Linked DNA regions of Arachis hypogaea: region 2 is linked to region 1. Evidence: chromatin contacts called from public Hi-C data. All regions are on one chromosome and are shown on one strand. Each heading gives the region's core, a stretch centred on a gene start, on an enhancer-like site or on the middle of the called end of the contact. The rest is flanking DNA. Distances are from core to core; before and after follow the strand shown. Region 1 holds the start of LOC140176135. Region 2 holds the start of LOC112722197 (zinc finger CCCH domain-containing protein 67).

Evidence for each region. Hi-C and Micro-C count contacts between places; a contact is called where the count stands out from the background.
Region 2: a contact with region 1 is called in a Hi-C map of leaf, with 3 times the contacts expected there. The contact joins the promoter of LOC112722197 here to the promoter of LOC140176135 in region 1. A contact is called at or near these places in 2 of 8 Hi-C or Micro-C datasets (both in leaf).

Annotation. Positions count from the first base shown.
Region 1 is chr11:65,762,025-65,768,218 of arahy.Tifrunner.gnm2.J5K5, reverse strand. LOC140176135 reads right to left here and starts at 3,818. Exons shown (of 2, transcript XM_072206022.1): 1 at 3,351-3,818; 2 at 2,321-3,265. The coding sequence starts at 3,818. The coding sequence ends at 2,321.
Region 2 is chr11:66,411,315-66,417,508 of arahy.Tifrunner.gnm2.J5K5, reverse strand. LOC112722197 (zinc finger CCCH domain-containing protein 67) reads right to left here and starts at 2,831. Exons shown (of 6, transcript XM_025773170.3): 1 at 1,878-2,831; 2 at 1,474-1,542; 3 at 653-775; 4 at 291-548. The coding sequence starts at 2,519.

The DNA of each region.
Region 1 (6,194 bases), core at 2,569-5,068:
TATATAAAAACACAAATCTAAAAAGTAACACCGAAATTTTTAACTAAATGAGGTGATAGAACTAAGAACTTATTTCATGAAGACTTGAGTTATAGATTCACAAATTTTAATAAAAAAGATAATACGTGAAAAAATTTGTAGATAGCACAACGAAATTAAGCAGAACAAGTGCAAAATTTCAAAAGAGAATGAAAAAGGACATTTACGTATAAGAAGAAGATGATGTATCTCATGTATAAAATAACACATGAATTTTTAAAGAATAACACCAAAATGTCTTCACTCTAACATCAAAACGTCTTTACTCTAACATCAAAATTTCTAACTAAATGATGTGACGGAACTAAGAATTTATTTCATAAAAATTTGAGTTGCAGATTTACAAATTTTGATAGAAAATAAAATAAGTGAAAAAATCTATAAATAACGCAACAAAATTAACCAGAACAAGTACAAAAAATTCTAAAGAGAGTGAACAATGTTATTTATGTATAAGACAATGATAACGACAATAACAATAATGATAATTATAAGGGTTAAGTTCAATTTTGGTCCCTAACGTAGGGGGTCAAAAATTTGTTTCGTCCCTAAGTTTTATTTTTAATCAAAATCATCCCCAAAGTTGACAGTTGTATTAAAATGATCCGACGGACAATTATGCCCCTGAGTTCGTTACTCTCTTTAACTATTTGTTAATTAATTAATAATAATAATAATAATAATAATAATAATAATAATAATAATAATAATAATAATAAAAGGGAACGTTGTGGGAGAGGGAGGAGAGGAAGATGTTGGGTCGAAGGCTGTGAGGAAGAAAGCTGCGCTAGGATTCGACGAAGTGGAGGAAGGGGACGGAAACGCCGATTGGATGGCTTCCCAAGGTTCAAGATCGGGCAGAATTTGAACACCTGTGAAGGAGATGGTATGTGGGCATGGGGAGAGGCCGATTCTGCGTACCTCAACGACGAAGGACAACCCAGGCCGACGATTTTGGGGTTGTGTCTACTATGAGGTATTTTGTTGGCCTCTAATTTCTGAGATTGAGTTTTTCCATCTGAGTTTCCTTCATCTTATGAGTTCTGGGTGGTGATAGGTTCAGGATGTCTGTGATTTCTTTAGGTGGGCAGACCCAGAAGCTGAAAGAGCGCTGCGGGATTCTGAGATTGCAAGATGCAGGAAGAAGATTACAACCTTGAAGACAAGGTTGAAGGATGTCAAATGGAAGCTGAGGATTGTAGCTACTTTGGGTTAGTTGGGTGGATTGGGTTTCTCTATTTGTTGCTACATAATCCATACAATTTGAGGCAACCATATGGAATCATTTAATCAGGAGATGATTAGAACATTATTTGTAGAATTTTTGTGTGTTGTTTTGGTTATTTGATACTGTTACTTTTATTGTTACAATGATGTTATGTGATGTATCCCTTGTGAAGATGTTTGAATGTATGAATGAAAGTGTTGTGCAAATTTCCAATCATGAAGCAGTGAAAATGTGTTGAAAATATGTAATGAACATTTATGTGCACCAGGATAAAACATTAAGCAATGAACCTTAAAACACTGACAAAGTCATTCACAACAGCATCCATAAGCCAAAATGGCCAATTACAAACTTGTAGTTGTCACTTAAACAGAAAAACACAGACCAACATAGTTCATAAACAAACTTAAAACCAGTTAACCACATGGAACAAAATAAGAAAATAACAAAATACCAACATAACATTGTTTCAAACCTAATGAAACAGCATAACAGCTAAAACACATAACTAATCCTCTTTAAAGATTGCCCCATGCACTAGGAGGCAATTTTGCCATTAGCTTGAGTTTCTGCATTGGGATATAAGGTGCACCAGTCTGGATAATAAAAAAATACCTCTTTCTCTGAATTGGTTGACTGTGTGAGTCCTTCTTGCTAGTGGAGGAAGCTGATGCACTGCTCTTTTGAGGCAAAGGTTGGGATGAAGGAGCTTTAGGGTTGGACTGAGGTGGTGCAGGCCCGGCTACATTTTTGGTCTGGCTCTTGGGCTGAGTTGCATTATTAGTGGGCCTAGCTGCCAATTTTCTGGGCCTGGTTACTAGTTTGTTGGGCTGAGTTGTTGCTGTGTTGGAATGAGTTATTGCAGGGCTGGGTTGAGAGCATGATTTCTTGCTAAGTTTCCCTCTTTGGACTGTTTGGCCAAGGGATTGTGAGCTTGCAACCTTAGTACCTCTCTTTGGACCCTTGGCAGCTTGTTGAGATGCAGGTTGGACTTGTGACAGAAATAAAAAAAGGAACATTTTTAGCACAAGTTAATATAAACCAAACTAAACATTATAGCAGAAAGGATACCTTCTTCTTAGGCTTTGTGCAACTTGATTTCTTGTGACCTAAAGCACCACAGTTAGAACACCTCTGTGTTTGACCCCTACGGGAGAGGTGAGTTTGGCTTCTGTTATCATCATCCCCAGGTCCTCGCTTCTTCTTCTTGACTGGCCGGTGACTTGGCTTCCGATATGGTGGTGGCATGACATCATCATACTGGGATCTCTCCCACAGATCTGACACATTTAGAGGATGTATCACTTCCTGGTAGCACCTCAGGTAAGCATCCTTTTTGTAATGGTCATCCACAAACGACTCCAAGTTCAAACCTTTGAATGTTATGCAGCTAATGGCATGAGGACAGGGTAGCCCGCTCATCTGCCACCTCCTACAGGAACACTCACAAGCAGCCAGATCTACAACAAATTTGTCTAACCCGCACATCACTTCATACTTACTAGCAGCTGACCAAAATGGCCTCCAATCCCTAGAATGCTTTACCCTTTTCTCTAGCTTCTTCAATATTGTTGGCATAATGTTACCCTGGTACACTTGAATCCTAGCTCTATTGGCAGCCCATTTAGTCATTATATAGACCCTAATGTCCTCTAACATAGTGACAATTGGTTTTTCTCTAGCCTCAACTATGACAGCATTAAAACTCTCACTCATGTTGTTAACAAGGGAGTCACACTTTGAATGAAATGAAAAGCGAGAACGGGACCAGAACCTGGGTGGAATGCTGTTCAAGTGCCGAAATGCATCCTCACTCTTAAGTCTCATTGTCTTCATCTCCTTCTCCCAATCTTTCCAGTGCGTAGACTTTGCACATTTCCACATTTGATTCTTTAGCTCCAATCCAAGAAATTTCTTCTTGAAGTTGTTATATAGATGCCTCACACAATATCGGTTGTCCACCCTAGGAATGACTTCCTCAAGAGCTGGTAACAAGTCCTGTATCAGAAAGGTAACCCAACTAATTAGTATAGTCTTCACCATAAGTTATAAAATGCACAAACAATTTTAAATTAATGTTCACCTTCTGCTGATCCAACATGAATGTACACTTTCCAATTTTATCAACACCCAGATCATCAGATAAGTGTCTCAGAAACCAAACCCAGGAATCCTTGGTCTCAGCTTCAACCACCGCATAAACAATAGGAAGGATCTGGTCATTAGGATCTCTTCCTATTACGGTCAGTAACTGACCACCCTGAGGAGTCTTTAAGAAACACCCGTCCAAACTGATAAAGGGTCTGACATGTTGGAAGCTCTTCTTGCATGCATTGAAGCAGACATACAATCTCTGGAATACACAATAGTTCATCAATTCGGGGTTCTGGACTTCCTGGGCAAAATCTGGGCTCCTAATCACTTTCAAGCTAACAGATGAACCTGGATTGGCCCTTAGAATCTCCGCACAGTAATCATTAATCCTTCTATACTGCTCCCTAAATGCACCCTGAATTTGACTTAGTGCCTCTTGCTTCGACTTGGCTGCCATGGACTTGGTCACAATAACATTTCACTTCTTGTGTGCCTTTGCTTGTAACTCCCTTATTTTAATCCTCGGATTAGACTCTACCGTCTTTTTAAATTGGGCTCCAACCCACTTAGTGTGCAGTATCCCAACTCTGTGCATTTGCATGCAGGTGTGTTAGAGGTTCAAGCTTCTTAACTGCCAGGTGGATTCATCCCCAACCCTATGTGCATAGAGCCAGAATGGACAGTCCTTCTGACAAACAACTCTAACTCTGACCAAATCACACTTCTTAAATTTGATGCTCCTAGCTGTATGAACTGCATATGCCAGTACAGTCTCCTTAAATTCTTGTCTGGATGCATAAAGTGTCCCTACCTCCCACCTGTAGCTGCTCATATCCTTCAAAGGTTTATGAACTGAAAACCTTTGACCCACACGATCTGATGCATCATATTCTCAGCATCGTCATCGTCCCCCTCATCCCCACCAATCATGTGATCCATCTCCAACTCATCACTATCTGCTCCATCCTCATCACTAAACTGATTTATACCTTTACTTTTTTCCTTGCCAGCAGTAGCTTCTTCCGGCACAGAATTACCCTCATCAAATCCACTATCACCCTCAAAATCCTCATCACTATTAGTGAAGTGCACCTCTCCTGCACTGTCCCCCTCCTCATCAGATGGCATGTACTCAGGATCCTCACTGTCTTAATCATTGGACTCACTTCCATCTACCTGAAACTCATCCCCCACATAGGTTCGGCACTGGCCCCTGCTGCCTCAGCCCCGTGCCCTTCGAAAACAACCAAGCCAAGCCCATCATCTGTTTCCTCTTCTGCAACTCCCCCAACGTCAACGTAACCCACTTCTGGAAATGGCTCGGCATCGCCCACATCGTGGACCACATACAACTCTACCAAGCCCCATAACCCAGCAATGTTGCACATTTCGATTGATTCTGCGTCACCCTTCAGCATCTTCAGGCTAGTCTCCAAATCATCAAAGCTTGGATCTTTATACCACAACGCAACAATGTTGGCCTGCAAGTACCCAAACTGCCTTAGTTCTTCATAGGCCTCAAACAAAGACCAACGATCGCTGTCAATGTCCTCGATAATTGTACTTTGACCCTTCAGGTACTTAAATACCCCCTCCTCATATCCGAATGCACCCCATGATGCACCCTCACATTTATGTACACCATCTTCTGCTCAGTCAACCCTGTTATACAGCAGAATACATTACTCACAAACATATATACAAACCTTAGCTATAGCAGCAGACTCAGAAGCCTGCATTCAACCCCGAAATGCTCAGACAGAGCAACATGGTGATGAAATGCAAACCTCCAACATGTTGTGAACAGTTGACGTGATTGCTTGAGGGATGGAAAGTAATCGTACCTGAACAATCAGCTGTTGCAACAATGAAGATCACTCACCAATGTCTTAGTACACCGATTCTCAAGCTTAACCCCCCCAATGGCGACAATCCTTTCTGTACACCCTCTTTGCACCTACGTTTGAGGGTTTCACACCAACGTTTCCGTTTTCAAGTGTTTCAAGGAAGTTTATGAGTTACTTCATGAGCAGGAGTGCACTTCGCGGGAATGAAAATTAAGGGAGAGAAACCGCAAGGGTAGAGTTGTCATTAAATTTTATTTTTGGTGCGAAAGGACTATTTTAATACAACTGTCAACTTTGGGGACGATTTTGTTTAAAAATAAAACTTAGGGACAAAAAAAATTTTTGACCCCTACGTTAGGGACCAAAATCGAACTTAACCCTAATTATAACAATGATGATGATGATGATGGAGGAAAAAAAGAAAGGATGAGAAGAATTCAAATAAAAAAAGGAGGAGGAAGAAGAAGAGGAGATGGAGGTGATAGTGATGGTAACAACAATGATAACGAAAAAAGAAGAGTGCATGCACATGATGTGAAAAACGATTATAACAATTTGGTTGGACTTTATTAATAAGTATTTTATTTGGTTGTAGAACTTTATTCAAAACTAAAATTTTAAGTCAAATTAAATGCTGAATTACTCCATTTTATTTATATTTTTGTATTGATGCAGATAAAAATAGATGTTTGTTTCGGTACGATAATAAATTTATACGTACCGATACAATAAAAACATAGACAAATTAAAATACAGACACATGAATTATAATTTCCATGTCATCATTTATTTTTTTTAAAAAAAATACATACCATATCATTATTTTTACTAAAACATTCTTATAATTTAATAAAAATAAAAAATATTTTTTAAATAATTATACAAAAAAAAACTTAAATATCATTTTCTTATATGGGACCTAAACTATCTTTAAATTAGTTAAAATTTAAAATTCAATTAATTTTAATTTATATTTTTAAATTTTA
Region 2 (6,194 bases), core at 1,582-4,081, 650 kb before region 1:
CCTCAAATAGCTTAATACTCATTCAGCTTTCCAGTATGCATTCACTGCTAATGCATTGATATGTCTGCAACACTCAAGGTGACAATATCTCACCATATAAAAGGTATTTCAAACCAACGGTAGAATGATATAAAGTCAGATAAATGAAATAAATATATAGCCTGATAACAATAAGTTAATAACATTGCATGACAGGGCATTGGCAAAGTCAATCATCTATCTAGCATAAATTATTGTATAATAAAACAGCCACTATTAGATGGCTACTAATATTGAATCTTAGGATATACCTGATATGCATTCCAATCAGGACTTGGGGGCGAAAGCATCATTGGCACAAAAGGAGATGTTTCATTTACTGTTCTTGGAGAAGACCATGTTGACACAGACTGTTGTGATACACCATGTAATGAAATAGATCCTCCATTACTATACCCTGGAGATGATTCAGAACCTCCAACAGTTGTAGGGTCAGGATGATTAAACTTGCAGTTTGCTCCAAACTTACATGAGCCGGTGCGCATGTAATAAGGACATTCTCTCTTTCCCTATCATTTAAATCAACCAGAATAATATTTCAGAGGTAACTGTTTTTGGAAGCTGTAAAAACAGATAAAAGATGGTATATGAAAGAAGCTTCATATATACATACCAGACGAATAGGCAGACCAAGAAAATTGAGTTCTGCCACCTCCTCGGTTGTTAAATCTTTTCCTTTTGTATGGTTATATTTACAATCTTTTCCAAACTTACAACCCCCGGACCTTAAATAATACTGCCATAACACCAAGAAAAACATTTATTAAGAACATTTCACATATCTTTTAAAAAAAACTTCAGAAAGAAGCTATGTCTGAAGAGCAAAATCTATTCATTTAATCACGCCAAAGAAGCTGCCTGACTTAGATTCATTCGTATTTTAACTCAACAATTGATAGGGTAGTGCAAAAAGCTTTTCCTTTTTTCTTTTGCTTTTTCCCAGTTCATTTGTTTTCGTATCCACTACTATTACATATTGATGTATGCAAGCTAAATTATGAAGATAATTATTAATTTATTATTGTTATCTTGCATATGAAACTATCATCCCTGTCACTAATGTCATTATCACATGCTTCCTGGAATGCGGCTTGACTGAAAGAACTAGAACAAATATAATGTCATGAAAAAAAATAAATGAAAAAAAACAACAAGGTCCTTCCTTGTCCACTGCAAGTGTAGAAAAAGGAATTCATATAATTTTATCATCTTTATATCTCTTTGCAAAAGATATTGCTACGTAATAATTTGAAGGTAACCAAAATTGATAACATACAAAATTATTCGCTAGATCAGACCTTCTTAAACTATCCTTATCCACAACCTTCTATGTAAAATTAAGAATATGTAGTTTAAGTTTTCAATTAAATAACAGAATGTGCAAATTCTAAATTTACAATGAAATTTGTTTAGAAGCATAATTTTGATAATAACCTTGCATTCTGTCTGTCCTGATCTCTCTGCTTGCTCTTCCTCTCTTTCTGCTGGCCACTCTTTAACAGCCTTCACGTATGTTTGAAACATCTTAGAGAAAACTTTTAAGATGTGAACAAAATATAACATGTTTGCAGTCATGAAAGGCCAAAAGCCTTGTTAAATGCTCAATCACATATCCCTATTTCCCTCTTAACTGTATTACTTTTTCTTCCATTTTTATCATAGTGAAAACTGTGAAATCCTTTTGTTAATAGATAACATCATGTCACCTCACCTAATACAACTTCAAAACAAAATTGGGCCAAAAAGACAACATTGTACATAATCAAGTCCTAAGCCAAACCTGAAATCTAACAAATTGCAAAACCTCAAGAAAGCGCACAAAAAAGGGCCAAGAATACCTGGTTTTTCCTCCTATTAATGGGGTGATTGAACTTGCAATTGATTCCAAATTTGCAATTCCCAGTCTTCATATAAAATGCACAATCCTGAGCATCAGGCCTCCAAGGGTACTGGTGTTGTGCCCTACCACCACCATTTTTCTCTTCCCTCTTCTCATCCCCATCAACATCATCACCCCCATCAGCATCAACATATCCATTAACTAACCCATCATAATCACCATCCACAAGACCCACATTGACATTCTCCTCTTCCCAACTATTGGTCTCCCACCCCCAGTTATCCCCATCACCACCACCACCTTTAAAACCCTCATCACAACCATTTACAACTTCATCGTCACCATTAGTAACACCCCCATCATCAACACCACCACCAACTTGGCCAAAGTTTGAAACTTTATCCCCAATCTCGCCACCCTCTTCGCCCACACCTTCCAAACCCTTCAAATCCAGCTTACTCTGAAGCTCAGCCGAGAGTGAACCATCCTTAGCCGTTTGATAGAGATCTGACGGCTGAGGATCGTCGGTGCCGTGATTGGAAGAAGGAGCAAGTTGAGGGTCTTGTTGGGTGGCGGTGATGGAGTCACCACCGCCATTGGGAAGTGAGGAAGAAGCAGAATCGGATTCAGTGTGTTCCATTCTCCCTCCACATTTCAAACCCTAATAATGGTTCTATAGTACTTTGTTCCACTCACGCGCAGAGGAAAAGGGCTAATGTGGTGGTGGTGGTGGTGTTTAATTTATTTAAATGTGTGAATGGGGAATGGAATTGGGGAATCAGCAAAGTAAAGAAAGAAAAAGCAGTAGCAATGTGTGTGAATAAAAAGGTGAATGGGGAAAAAGGGTGGGGGGGGGGGGGGGGGGGGGGAAAGTGTGCAACTTTGTGGCTCTGTGAGTGAGCGAGCGAGTGAGTGGGTTGTGGGTATAGTGTAGAGAGAGTGTAATATGCGTGCTTTGTTTGGTGCACTGCACCCATTATATATGAGTTGTGTATCTTCCCCCAAATTTGCCATTTTGCATTTTTTGCTAATAAGTAAGATCTTTTTCTTCTTATATTAGTCTAAACCATTATTTAGTCTATATAGTGAAGTGATAGATTTTTAAATTTAGTGTTGGATTTAATTTGTATACCAAAATAAATGATTTTATAAAACATTTAATGTTGTGTTGGCATATTAAAAAAAATAATAGACCTAAATAATTTTTATATTTTTTTTGTGATAAGAGATTAAAGAAAAGTAAAAGACAAAATTAGAACAAATTACGATATGTCTGGCTTAAAAAAAATTTCTAACCTCTTTCTAAGACTGCAGGAGCTCAACTTGAGCGGTCATGTTTATAACATCACATCTCGTCATGGCGTCAACAATATTGTTGGGAGTCCACTGAATAAGATCAACACTAGCCCTCTATTTCCACTTCAAGATCTTCTGAATTTTGCTAACCATATCCTTGTCCAAGTAATGTGCTCCCATGTTTTTATCACTAATCAAATTAAAGGCCTCCAAGCAATCAATTTCACTGAAAAGCATCTCTATGACTAGCCTCCCACGATAATAGTAATCTCTACCAGATCACAAATAATTCACATTTGAGCACACACACATAAGAGAAAGATCCCATACAACCTCTCAACCATAAACCATCTGAATTTCAAATAACACGGTCAAATCACGCCTTACTACTATCATCAAATATACTTACAATTTACCTTAACCGAATCTTGTGGAGGAGTCGTCCAAGTAAAGTTCATGGAATGAGCAGCATGAAGAACCTTCTTGAAAAAATATTCTGAAGCTCATTGTTTGAAGCATAGATAAGTCTCACCACTTTATCAATGGATCAGACTTCATTGAAATTGAACACATTATTATTCCTATCCTTCCAAATCCACAACAAGCAAGCAAAAAATAGAAATACATTAGTATTCTTATATTTATTAATCTAAGAAACCATGTCCAAGTGCTGCAGATCAAAATTCAACTTCTTCTAAATGTTTCAAGCCTTTCGGTGGTCCCTAAAACAATGCAGAACGGTTTTCGGCACAAACTGACACCTCTGGCAAAGATTGGAAGTTGCAAGGTTTCTTTTAAATCTAAATTTAGCATTTGGAACCGCATCATGAAGGAAAAGCCAAACCAGAAATTTAATTTTTTTTCGAAATTTATAACTGCCACAGCCATAACCAATCCTCATGCTCATCCTAACCGAACATGCACTTACTTAACCATGTGTAACCACTACTAGAAGAGTACAATTTTAAAGTTGAAAAGGTTCAACTCTAACCCACCATATCACTAACAACCTGACTCGGATTAAAGGCCTCAAGGGCGCTACTTGAAGTTATCAGATAGCAGGGTAGCAACATCAACCAAATTCCAAGTACCATCTCTCTAGAGATCGCTAATACAAAGCTCTGTATCCCATATGTGAGATAATTCAATTTCTCTGCTATAGTACCATCTCTTCTCCAGTTGTCAAACCATAAAACCTGTTGAAGTGGGCCAATACGCCATGAATAACTGTCCCTAAGAGCATTGGATTCTTTGCAAATACTCTTCCAAGTTTGAGAACTCTTCATCATATTAAACAAGAAAAATAGTTTCAAATTCTTATTGTATTTAGCTACCAAAAGTTGCACCCAAAGCTTCTTTGGACAATGTAGAAATTACTAAACTAGCTTACCTAAAAGAGCTAGGTTAGCGCAAGCTAGATCTCTAACCCCCAAAACCCTAAATGTTTTGGTAATTACCATATTTTTCCAATAGGTAAGGCTCATGTCCCTCCCATCCACTTGGCCCTTACAAAGAAAATGACGCATCAAGGAGGAAATCTTGTTCGTTGACCAGCAAGGAAAATAGGAGACTTGTATTTAGTAGATTAGAAGAGATGAAATAACAGAGTTAACTAGACAAAGTCTATCGCCTCAGTTCAAGGGTTTGCCCTTCCAACTTCCTAGTCTTCCTCGAATTCTTATCAATCACACCATTGAAAAATACTCTGCCAACTTGAGAGTGAGATATACACTCCCAAATATCTTTCCAGCTTAAGTGAAATGAATCTAAGATACCCCAATAAAGATTTCTTTCCTTCTAATTGGTTTGAAATCCTTCATCAAGGTTGGAGTGTCAACTTTGGGGATCAAGACTATCAAGGTCTCCATTATCTTAGGGCAAGTGTAGCCTCCATCAAAAGTATTTCTCATAAAATTCCACACATCTATACCAAGAGTGTCACAATATTTTTTGAAGAAAAAACTTGAAATTCATCCGGCCCAAGAGTTTTAAAAGAATTCATACCAAAAACTGCTTCTTTAACTTCAGCCAAGGTAATCGGGGTAGTAAGTTTCCCACAAGAATTGAGACTTAGCATGGACAAAGGAACATTTCCAAGGCAGTTCAAATCAACATCTTCCAAAGAACTAAAAAGCTGCTTGTAATAAGACAAAATCTCCATTTTTAAAACCTTAGGGTATGTTGACTAAGAACCATCATTTACAAAATCTTCTTGTGTTTCCTATATACCAGAGTTTAAATATGGAAAAATGTGTATTTCTATCGCCGAATCTGATCCATTGTTCCTGAGACTTTTGGTACCAACAGTTCTTCTTGAAGGGGAATACAATTATAATCATCATTGAGTTCTTTCTCCTTTAGCCTAAGAGACACGCTGTCTATCACTTCCACATGACATTGAACTCCCCTGATTTTGTTTTTCAAGCTCTTTTTTCTTGGCGAAGATATTTCCAAAGACCTTTGCATTAAACTTCAATAACCTATCTTGAACTTTCTTTAAATTTTCAACAGTAGTTCTAATTCTATGTCTTTAAGAATGTTGAACCATGACCTTGTAATTTGGGTGAGTGGCCCATGCTGATTGAAATCGGAAATGACGCTTCCCTTTAGGCAGACGAGCACCATTACAACACACAAAAATTGGATAATGGTCAGAGTGTAGCCTACTAAGAATCTCTGAATAAGCATCAGGGAAGAGAGAAAGTTAGGCTTCATTATTCAAGACCCTGTCCAATTTTTTAGCAATATTAGTACTATTTTGATTTCTTCTATACCAAGTATAGCTTTTGCCAATCAATTGAAGATAAAAAAGACCACAATCATCAATAGTAGAGGCAAAGAGCTCAGCTTGCCGAGGAGAAAAAAGACCCCCTTTCACCTGATATGTTTGCATCTTTAAAATTTCATTCAATAAACTAAGAATTAGTGCAAGATAAGTAATGATTTCATGGTTAAATGAGCAATACTATGAGTTAGTGTGCATTCCTTGATTACATGAGAATTTGGAAGAGAATTGGAA